2 separate regions of the Ovis aries genome follow, and region 1 is linked to region 2. Evidence: chromatin contacts called from public Hi-C data. All regions are on one chromosome and are shown on one strand. The core of a region is the stretch at or near the end of the contact, and the rest is flanking DNA. Distances in the headings are between cores, read along the strand shown. Region 1 overlaps GCLC (glutamate-cysteine ligase catalytic subunit). Region 2 overlaps KLHL31 (kelch like family member 31).

Region 1 (5,366 bases), core at 2,134-4,633, 170 kb after region 2:
ACAAAAGCAGGTTCTATTTATACTCAGCCCAGAAAAGTCTTACTTTGGTATTTCACTCTTGATTTTTATCAGAATTCCACCAGGTATTGTTATAGATGCACTAGCGCACCTTGAATTGTAAATTCTGTGTCAGTTCAGAGTGGGGAAGTGGCCTGAATTTACTCTTGAGAAACGAAAACAAAATTGCCGAGCGTCTTCCCTGGCGGACCAGTGGCAAAGAGTCCGTGCTCGCAAGCAGGGGGGCCAGGGTTCGATCCCTGGTCAGGGAGCTAGATCCCACATGTCCCAACTAAAGATCCTGCCTGCCACAACTAACACCCGGTGCAGCCAAAAAACTAATAAAAAAAATTAAAGTAATGAAGAAACGTATACTTTTTAAAAAAGAAATTGCCACAACTCTGATGCTAACACTTCCATATCGATGTGTTTGATTATGATTTAACGGTCCACTAGCAGGGCTTATAGTGGGATGATTAAGTAACCTACCAGTGAGGAAGGGTCATCTACCTTGATGAGTACGCCCAGGTAACCCCTTTCGTAAATTTATAGTAAGCCCACTGAGGGAATACATTGTAAAACGCGACTGCTTCTTGGAGCCGCAATTTACAGAATCTTAGTTTCAAAACTTCTCTCTCGAAGTACCGTTTGTCAGAGTGGGCGTGTTGACCTTTCTAGAAGGGACTACATAAAACAGGAGAAGACAGACGTGAGTGAGAGCTCTGGTCCTCCTGCCAGACCACTGTTGGCCGCTCTCTCCGGGTTTTGCGTCATACAAGCTCCGTCGTGTAAGCCAGGGTGACTCCTCAGCTCCCTGTGACCCTTCCCAACCTCCCTGCTGCTCTCTCTCTCCTGAAGGTCGCATCAAGCTCGAGTCTGGATGGAGGAATGTTCATCTTTCTCTCCTTTATTCTCAATAGGTGGAGTACATGTTGGTGTCTTTTGATCATGAAAAGAAAAAAGCCCAGCTGGTCCTGTCTGGAGAGGAACTTCTTGAAACTCTGCAAGAAAAGGGGGAAAGGACGAACCCAAAGTAAGCTGATGGACTGGGGCCTTGTTTTTGAGTTTCTGAAACTGTTAGGACCACCGGCGTGACATCTTTCCTCCCACGTATAGGAGACCAGGGAGCCCAGCAGTTTAGGGCTCAGGCTCTGGTTCCCAGTTGCCTGGGTTCAAATCCCGCTCCCTCTACTCAATAGCTGGGCACCCTTAGGTGAGGGGTTTCGCTTTTCTGTGCCTCAGTTTCCTCTTCTGTAAATCAGGGGTGCCTCTTAGGGTGCTCACACTCTAAATACATTAGTGAGAGCTTGGAAGAGTAAATGCCACATAAAGTCTGTTTACTATTTAAATATTTAAAAAAAAAAAAAATTGGCAACGTGTTCCCAAGATCACAAACCATGGTGCCAGAGAAAACGTGCAGATGGATTTTGTTTGGCTGGAAAGATGTTCTTTTAAAAATATTTCTTTATTTCAGTAGACAGAGGTGAAGAGGGCATGTTCACTTTTCTGCCCACTAAATTTTGGGAGGCTGGGTTTGCATTTGGAGCCCAGCGTTAAACTGAAGGAGCCTTCAGCCCTCACGCCCTTCCCCGCAGAGTGGACGGGCTTGTTTGTCTTGGACAGTGCGTGCCCTGCGTGCAGCTCAGTTATTTATAAATATTTTGGACCCAGCACTTGTAACCCTTACACAGTTAAAGAGTTATGGAAGATTAACAGGCTCTGGGAACCGTAAAGCATTCTTGGCTTCTTGTATACCCAGTGGTTTCTAAATTTTTGGAAGCCGCTTTTTCAAAACTGAAAAGGGAGCAGCCTGCAGCAGAAGAGTAAGAGGGACCCGAAACCTTTGCTCCTCTGCAGCCATCCGACCCTTTGGAGACCAGAATACGGGAGCTACATGATCGAGGGGACACCCGGGCAGCCGTATGGTGGGACCATGTCTGAATTCAACACGGTTGAGGACAACATGAGGAAACGGCGCAAAGAGGCCACATCTCTCCTGGGGGAAGGCCAGGCCCTCTGCACCATCACTTCCTTTCCCAGGTTAGTCCCTGTGTCGACGTGCGCAGCTGGCGCTCCAGAGCATCGGGTGTCCAGAGAGCAGATCGCAACCTAACGCTCGACCCTGCAGCTCTCATACTGTGGATGGTTTATCCTCGTCACGCAGCATCTGACTGAATCTGTAATGTCAGAGCTGCAGGCCAAGTCGCATGCTGGCCTCCGGTGGTGGTGGGGGCAGCGGTGGGGGACTGGGGGAGGACCTGAGGGCCACACACTCCCCGGGCCGAGGGGAAGGAGCGTTGTATAAGGAAGGGCACGCGTTGCCCGCAGATCAGATCAGCAGGTTGGCTTCAGTGCTCCTGGGACGGGCGGTGCACGCAAAGAACACGGGAGCCGTCGGGTCATGTTCAGATCTCGCTGAAACAAGTTAGGATTTCTCGTCAAATCAGCTTATGGCTACAAGTTCACAAGAGTGAATATGAAGTCAATGGGATTCTGCCCTTGGCTTAGAATGAGGTGCATAAATATCACACGGTTTTATGTAGGACCTGTACGCAAGAATGCAGTTCTACCAAATCGTAAATCTGGTTATCTTTGCGAGAGATCTCTCAGGTCGTGGCAAAGTATGCTTACCTCCCCAAAGTTCAGAAGCTCTTTGAGGATTGGTATCCAAAGCCTGGAACACGCTGAACTATTTTTATACCTTTTCTTTTCCTAATAAATGTCCTCTGGGAACACAGGCATTTAGAAGTCACACCACCAGTCTTAGGACACTTAAAGGGAATTTTCTTTTTTAAAATCTCCATGGTCACATCGAAATAATCGAGGCCTTCTTGAAGCACCTCATCAAATGTTTTAGAGAAGTATCTTTTTCTCACATCATGAAGGAAGGAAGGTTGAGCGAGGAATACGTTTTATTCTAAAAATCTAATTTTTTTTTAAGTTTATCTTTTATGATGGGAGGGTATTTTTGGATTTGTAAGCAAACCAAGAGTAATAATTATTGGTTTGTAAAAGCCTAATCTTAAATGCACAGTTAAGTGATAAGGAAAGTTTTATTTGGGGATCAAGAGGGAGAAGAGGCTGGGCTTTTTTCAGTGTGAACAGGGGGATTCTCTGTTCATAAACGGGTGCAACTGCAGGGTGGCCCTGTGACCCCGTGCTCACGTGACTGTTGACACGTCAATTACTCAGGCTAATGCAACCGGAAGTGCAGTTCCTCGGTCCCTGTGGCCTTGTTCGCCTGCCAGTGCTGGCCCGGCAGGGCAGGTGGAGGGTGTCCCCACCCCTGGAGGCGCCATCGGATGGTCGGGTGGGTCGTCTAGAGGGAAGGTCCTGCTGGACGTGCAGGTCTGAGTCCCAGCCGCCCACTTCCTGCCCAGCGCGCTGGCGCTCACCTCCCCGCTCCAGCCTGACCCTGGTCAGCGGAGAGTCCCCAGGCCTCAGTCTGTCACTCTCTGCGAGGGCTTCGCCTAAGGCTTCCGGCTCGGCGTGGATAACGCAGGCTGCTGCAGGAACGCTCCCGAGACCCCGTCACATCTGGGACTGTTCCAGATGTGATGGGCAAGTTCACTGTTCTTCACAAGGTGGTTGCGGGCAACCGGTTTTATTAAAGGTGAGGCTGAAAATAAAGAAGGCACCAGCTAGTTTTGGCTCTGAGGCCAGAAATTCCCCACCCTGGAGCTGCACCCCCGCCCCCCCAGCAGCCACTCTTTCTCTGCTGGCGCTGCTCTGTGAGTCCCATGCCCGCCCCCAGCACACTCAGCAGTGACCTTAAACTTGGGAGAGCTGGTGGCATCACTGCCCGTGATGTGGAATTTGAGCTTTACGTTTACGGATGAAAGCGGAGCTTTGTTTCTGTGTTGGAATCAAAGTGCTTCTTAAGTCTAGTGAGATAATAGGGTTGGATTTCAGCCTCCGGGGGAAACCTGGAGGCGAACGGGGTCACCTGTGGGGGACCTGCCTGATCCGGAGGGATTCGGGAGGTGCTGGGCAGAGGCAGGAAACAGGAGACCCTTCCCAGGGCACCCACACTGCCGGGAAGTGAGGGTGTGCAGGGCTGACAGCCGGTACAGGAGCATGCCTCAGACAGAAGCTCCTGGGGGAAATAGCTGAGGCGGCTGTGACGTGTGCCCTGCAGACCCTGGGTGGACAGAGGCTTTTGACAAACTAGCCCAAGGCTGCAATCACAGGAGAAGAGCTTGGTGAGCAAAACGGGTTGCAGCGGGCTGGTTGCAAGGGGCCCGGGGTTGGCAGAACACCTGGTCCCCCCTGAACAAGGCAGTGTTGCACTGAGGCAGAGACACATTCCATCTCTTTAGTTCTTCCATTTCTTGTAGATTAGGCTGCCCTGGGTTCACGCTGCCTGAGTTCCAACCCAGCCCGGTAGAAGGAGGAGCTTCCAAGTCCCTCTTCTTTCCCGATGAAGCCATCAACAAGCACCCGCGCTTCAGGTGAGTGCCGTGACTCAGCGCCCGGCCCCTGCCTTGGGTGTAGTGTCGTCCCCGCCCCCACCGGGACCCTCCTGTGCGCTGCACGGCCCTTGCCGCTTGTTTCCAGGCTGGATCTGCCTGTTTTCCGAGTCATCCTAAAGTTGTTCACTTAGCTGCAAAGTCATTTCAACCCCAGGTCATTTCAGTCCCTGTTTGGAGAAGCTTTCTTGTCGTTACTTTAATCTTTTACCTCCAGTGTCTCTGATCTCCTCACCCTGCTCGTGTACCTTGACTATAAGGTGACATGTCCAGTGCCTGTGTGTGTAATAGGCACGCGCTACCCTCTGCTCTGTAGTTTTGACTCCAGGGTTTCAGGTTGCTTGAGGACCCACACCGGTCTGATCTCAGCTTTGTACCTTTGGGTCTCCCCTGTCATCCTGAACCCGGGCTCCTGACCTAGAGTTAGGGACCTGTGACAGCTCAGTGTTCATTCCCTGTAACACGTCTTCACACCCGCTACGCATGGAATCTTTGGGGAAGAGGAAGACGCAGAAGCTTAGTTTCCAACATTAGGGTTAGAGTGTGCCAAAGAGGAGATGGTCAGCTGTAAGAAAAGGTAGATTATGTCCAAAGATGTCAACACCCGACAGAGGAAGGTGCTTCTGATGGCGGTGGGGTGGGGGGGGCAGTCAAAGGCAGGCCTCCCAAGAGCGCTGGCGTTATGCCAGGCGGGCAGCAGCCCTGCCTGGTAAAACCATAATGCGAGCCACACATGTCATTTTAATAGTAATTTAGTAGCCACGTTAAAAAAGTTAAAAAAAAAAATAGTGAATTACATTTATAGCTATATCCAACTTCCCTGGTGGCTCAGCCGGTAAGGACTCTGCCTGTACAGCAGGAGACTCAGGCTTGACTCTGGGTCCGGAAGGTCCCCTGGAG
Region 2 (5,244 bases), core at 2,237-4,736:
ATGGGCTCCTGGAAGGAGGCAACGGCCTTAGCTGCATTTCTTCTGAACTGACAGATGCTTCTTATGGCCCCAACCTCTTGGAAGGTTTGAGTAAAATGAGGCAGGAGGGCTTCCTTTGCGACTTAGTCATCAGCACCAAAACCAAATCCTTTGACGTTCACAAGTCAGTGATGGCTTCATGCAGTGAGTACTTTTACAACATCCTAAAAAAAGACCCCTCAACCCAAAGGGTGGATCTCAATGACATCGCACCGCTGGGCCTGGCCACGGTCATTGCATACGCCTACACTGGAAAGCTCACTCTCTCCCTGTACACCATAGGAAGCATTCTTTCTGCTGCTGTTTATCTTCAGATCCACACCCTTGTCAAGATGTGCAGTGATTTTCTGATACAAGAGATGAGCGTTGAGAATTGCATGTACATTGCTAACATTGCCGAAACATACTCCCTGAGAAACGCGAAGGCAGCCGCCCAGAAATTTATCCGGGATAACTTCCTTGAATTTGCAGAAACAGATCATTTTATGAAACTTACCTTTGAGCAAATTAATGAACTTCTTATAGATGACGATTTGCAGTTGCCTTCTGAAATAGTAGCATTCCAGATTGCAATGAAATGGTTAGAATTTGACCAAAAGAGAGTGAAATACGCTGCCGATCTCTTGAGCAATATTCGCTTTGGTACCATCTCTGCACAAGACCTGGTCAATTATGTTCAGTCAGTACCGAGAATGATGCAGGATGCTGACTGTCACAAGCTTCTTGTAGATGCTATGAACTACCACCTACTTCCCTATCATCAGAACACGTTACAGTCTAGACGCACGAGAATCCGAGGGGGTTGTCGTGTGCTTGTCACGGTGGGGGGCCGTCCAGGCCTTACAGAGAAGTCCCTTAGTAGAGACGTCTTGTATAGAGACCCTGAAATTGGATGGAGCAAGCTCACAGAGATGCCAGCCAAGAGTTTTAATCAGTGTGTGGCTGTGATGGATGGATTTCTTTATGTGGCCGGTGGGGAAGACCAGAATGATGCAAGAAATCAAGCCAAGCATGCAGTCAGCAATTTCTGCAGGTACTGACTCTTTTATTAGAAATAGAAATGGTTCAATATAATGAGGGAATTGCCCTGACATAGAAGGAAGCTAATCATGTCTATTAGCTTAGGTTACTGGCTCAGTAAATCAATAATAATAATAACACCACAATATACATATATAAAACTTTACATTTTATAGAGTGCACTCACATATATTCTGCACTATAAATTTCTAAATATGCCAGTGAAGCAAGCCAGGAAGAGTCTGATGATTCCGATTTTACATGTGAGAAACCTGCTAGTAAGCGGAATTCACATGTTCTTATTTCTAGCCAGGGTGCTTTTCATGATACCCTGCTTTTTTGAAAGAAACTGGGTGCAAAGTAAGAAAGATTAAAAGGATGCAAAATTTCTTTTAAGTGGATTGTTGCTGATGACTGTCAGATTCATAACTGGCAACTAGGTTGAGATTATTAAAAATGTGACAGCTAATGAATTTTAATTAATTTAAAACATTTCTTTAAAGACTAAATACCATCAATATCTTTGATGCAGGTAGAGAGCAAAAGCATACCGAATCCTGCAGAAAGTGAAATTTACATGCATGTTATTTTTGTATATTTATAATAAAAAATGAAACCTACATACACAAGAAATGTTCAGAAAGCAGTGCTTCTACTGTAGTAGTGGTTCAAAGCCAAACATAACTAATGAACAAGAGTTGAAACTTCATCTAGTAAATCATAAAAAATATTCTTTACTATTATATGCACGTGTCATTTAAATTAAACAATTAATGATTTTTAGCCTTGATAGCCATGATTAAGTCTTGACTTGGAGGTGAAATGAGACAAACATGAATGAACATCAAACAGAGTTCTGTGTTTACAATACTTGGAACTACAGAAATAGGAAAGTATTAGTTTCCTATGGGTGCTTCTTTTCCTCCAGCTGATAACTAGTGGTACTCGGCCTTTTGCGGTATTGACTTCGATGCTGATGGTATAATAATTGTAACATTGAACGCTGAAAAAAGAGTATACCTACGCTAAAAAAAAATCGGACCTATTATTAATAATAAGTGCTAGAAATTAGAGAAGCATCCAAAGTTTAGCTTTGTTGATGCGCTGAGACATGATTCTACTGTTCTCCTTCTAAACAGACGATAGAGGACTTAGTGACTAGCTTTACGGTGCCAACGGCCAGGAGAGGTGTGTGAACAAGAAGGGAGTTGTGAGAAAAGGAGAAACAAACCCAGTTAGTCAACCCCTACCTTGATTAAGCTGTGAGGATGAGCTGGGGCGGGCTGGTGTCTGAGGATACGCGGAACTGGCTTTCATGCCGCCGCGTTTCCTTTCCCCGTCTCTCATTCCACACATTCCGGCTCCGCCCCCTCCACGCGGGCATCCCCTAAATCCTGCCGGAGGATGGATATTTGAATACGGAGGAAAGGGGGTCGGAGGTCATCTCGGCGGGGCGGTTGTGGCTGGTTTACACGCGGGAGGAGCGGGAGTCGCGGTCGCCGGCCCTGCCCTTCCCAAGGACCACACTTTGCTGCTGGATCAGAGAGGACCAGCAGCCTCCATCCCGGGAAGGAGATGCTCTGGGTCCCCGGGCTCCTCGCGCGGACCGGCTGGTGATCTCCCCCTTACCCACCCCCAGCCCACACCCCTCCCCCGGTACCGCCCACCAGGCTGTCACGCTCGCTCTGCCATTTCCAGATACGACCCCCGCTTCAACACGTGGATCCACCTGGCCAGCATGACCCAGAGGCGCACGCACTTCAGCCTGAGCGTGTTCAACGGGCTCCTGTACGCAGTGGGCGGCCGCAACGCCGAGGGCAGCCTGGCCTCGCTCGAGTGCTACGTGCCCTCGGCCAACCAGTGGCTGCCCAAGGCGCCCCTGGAGGTGGCGCGCTGCTGCCACGCCAGCGCGGTGGCCGAGGGCCGCGTGCTGGTGACGGGCGGCTACATCGCCGGCGCCTACTCGCGCTCCGTGTGCGCCTACGACCCGGCGCGCGACGCGTGGCAGGAGCGGCCGGCGCTGGGCACGCCGCGCGGCTGGCACTGCGCGGTGGCGCTGGGCGAGCGCGTGTTCGTGATGGGCGGCAGCCAGCTGGGGCCGCGCGGCGAGCGCGTGGACGTGCTGACCGTGGAGAGCTGCTGCCCGGCCTCGGGCCAGTGGAGCTACGCGGCGCCGCTGCCGGTGGGCGTGAGCACGGCGGGCGCCTCGGTGCTGCACGGCCGCGCCTACCTGCTGGGCGGCTGGAACGAGGGCGAGAGGAAGTACAAGAAGTGCATCCAGTGCTTCAACCCCGAGCTCAACGAGTGGACGGAGGACGACGAGCTGCCCGAGGCCACCGTGGGCGTTTCGTGCTGCGCCCTGGCCATGCCCAACCCCGTGACCCGGGAGTCGCGCGCCAGCTCGGTGTCCTCGGTGCCGGTCAGCATCTGAGCCCGGGGAGCCGCGGGGAGAGCGAGCGGCCGGCGCGGCGACGCGTGAGCTGGGGGAGAGGAAAGGAAAATATCTAACATTTACTACGGGGCAGCCTTTTCAGATCCATCGAGGCACCCGTCTTGGGGGTTTGCAGTTGCTGGTGGGGCATCATCTACCTCTCTGTCGATTTTTTTTTTTTTTTTTTTTTTTTTCCCTTAAGCAAAAGACAGGGCCAGAGCCAAGAGAGACAAGAAGCCGTTGATTTCAGCGGCCACTGGGTGGCAGGCAGGACTCGCGGTGCGCGCTTCATCGCTGCATCCTTTTTAAACTAGAGCGGTTACACCCACCTTGGAGATGGTGCTTCCGCGGTTTAGTAACACACGAAGCTTATGTGAGTAAAAGATCTCTCGTACAAAAGTTGATTGTCCTCTTTTTTTTTTTCTTTAGGAAATTAAAAATATTCTTTATAGACTTTATTTTAAAATGGAAATCCGTCTGCGTTCATAAGGACTCAAGATTTAATTCTACGTTTCAATGCAATTTCTTTTCCTATGCATGCCTGAGTAAAAGATTTCGAAAGGCATCCCAGGAGAAAAATCATAAAGCTTAAGATGAGAGTCCGACTGGAAAGTAACAGGGACTCCACCCAGGGGCTGCCAGGTTGATGCCTTTGGCTTAAGAGTGATTCCCTCCTCCATGTCTCAGGCCCTCCAGAGTATTTCCTATCATAAAATCCTACTCTCGGAGAAGAAATTGACACCAGTCATTTCATTTCTAATGTAAATTTAAATCATTTTTCTGTTTCTCCTGGAAGTATTGGCACTTTACTTTGCTTCCCTGTTAAAGGGATTGCAAATATTGATATTACTAATAAAATTGCTAATCTAAGAACTACCCCAAGATGGTTAAAGGTAACCTTGACCTTCATGTAGGACCCCAGAAGAACATCAAATAAAAGTCTGTCCTTAAGAATCATTAACTTAAAGCAAACACAGCCCAAAGCTTATGGAGCCAGTAACAATAATTTGATTTCTTCCGCTCTTAGATGAGTGAGAATGAAGGAAATGTTTAGAATTCCTGGATTTGGCACAAGTGGGATGAATGGATTTTCCTGTTGGCAAATCCTATTGTTTACCATTTCATATCAATCCTGATTTCTTAATTAAAAATCTAACACATTCATTTCCCATTGAAATGTTAAAATAATATACGCCCATTTGATTATATATTTTTTAAATTTCATCTGTTGCAAATTAGTTTTACAAATGAAACTATATCCACTCCATATCACTTTTTTATTATGTTTGCCAAGTTTGGGAGCAAAGGAAAGATGGTAGTAAATGATACATATTTTCCTTTCTTATAATTTATCCTTTTTGATAGTTCATTTGTTTTGGAGAGGAAGGGCCTATCAATTATGGGTTATGTGCAAATGGATTTTGAAAAAATAAGACAAAGTATCTAAATGGTGAAACATGAGTATCTATGACAGTATAACTGGGTTTCCATGAACCCCCTCCTCTCCCACCTTGTGTAGATAGGTTATGGCTAGAGTTACAATATTTATATTTAAAATATTTTATTCGAACTGTGAAAGGTGGTTCATATAGTACATTTTGCGGAACAATTTTATATCATTGCCCCTGATAGAAAGTTCAGTCTCTGCGTGTTTAATGGTAACACTTGGGTAAAGGCTAAAACACCATAGGTTGAGACTAAGACATTATTAATATAAAAACATTGGGCTATTTCCTCTCCCCATGCAGGGCAAT

The links. Hi-C and Micro-C count contacts between places; a contact is called where the count stands out from the background.
Region 1: a Hi-C map of liver shows a contact between it and region 2, with 4 times the contacts expected there. The contact joins two enhancer-like sites. A contact is called at or near these places in 8 of 16 Hi-C or Micro-C datasets (blood, hypothalamus, liver and 4 more).

What each region holds. Positions count from the first base shown.
Region 1 is chr20:7,181,953-7,187,318 of ARS-UI_Ramb_v3.0, forward strand. It overlaps GCLC (glutamate-cysteine ligase catalytic subunit), which reads left to right. Exons shown (of 16, transcript XM_015102644.4): 2 at 918-1,030; 3 at 1,855-2,037; 4 at 4,335-4,448. Among named protein-coding and RNA genes, the nearest start is that of GCLC, 27 kb to the left of the region's middle. Within about 2 kb of position 3,384, at least 2 of the 54 cell types and tissues checked have an H3K27ac peak or open chromatin away from gene starts, as enhancers often do. A contact at or near this core is called in liver, where this site is marked.
Region 2 is chr20:7,014,440-7,019,683 of ARS-UI_Ramb_v3.0, forward strand. It overlaps KLHL31 (kelch like family member 31), which reads left to right. Exons shown (of 3, transcript XM_004019162.5): 2 at 1-1,072; 3 at 2,758-5,244. The coding sequence ends at 3,490. Among named protein-coding and RNA genes, the nearest start is that of KLHL31, 16 kb to the left of the region's middle. Within about 2 kb of position 3,487, at least 1 of the 54 cell types and tissues checked has an H3K27ac peak or open chromatin away from gene starts, as enhancers often do. A contact at or near this core is called in liver, where this site is marked.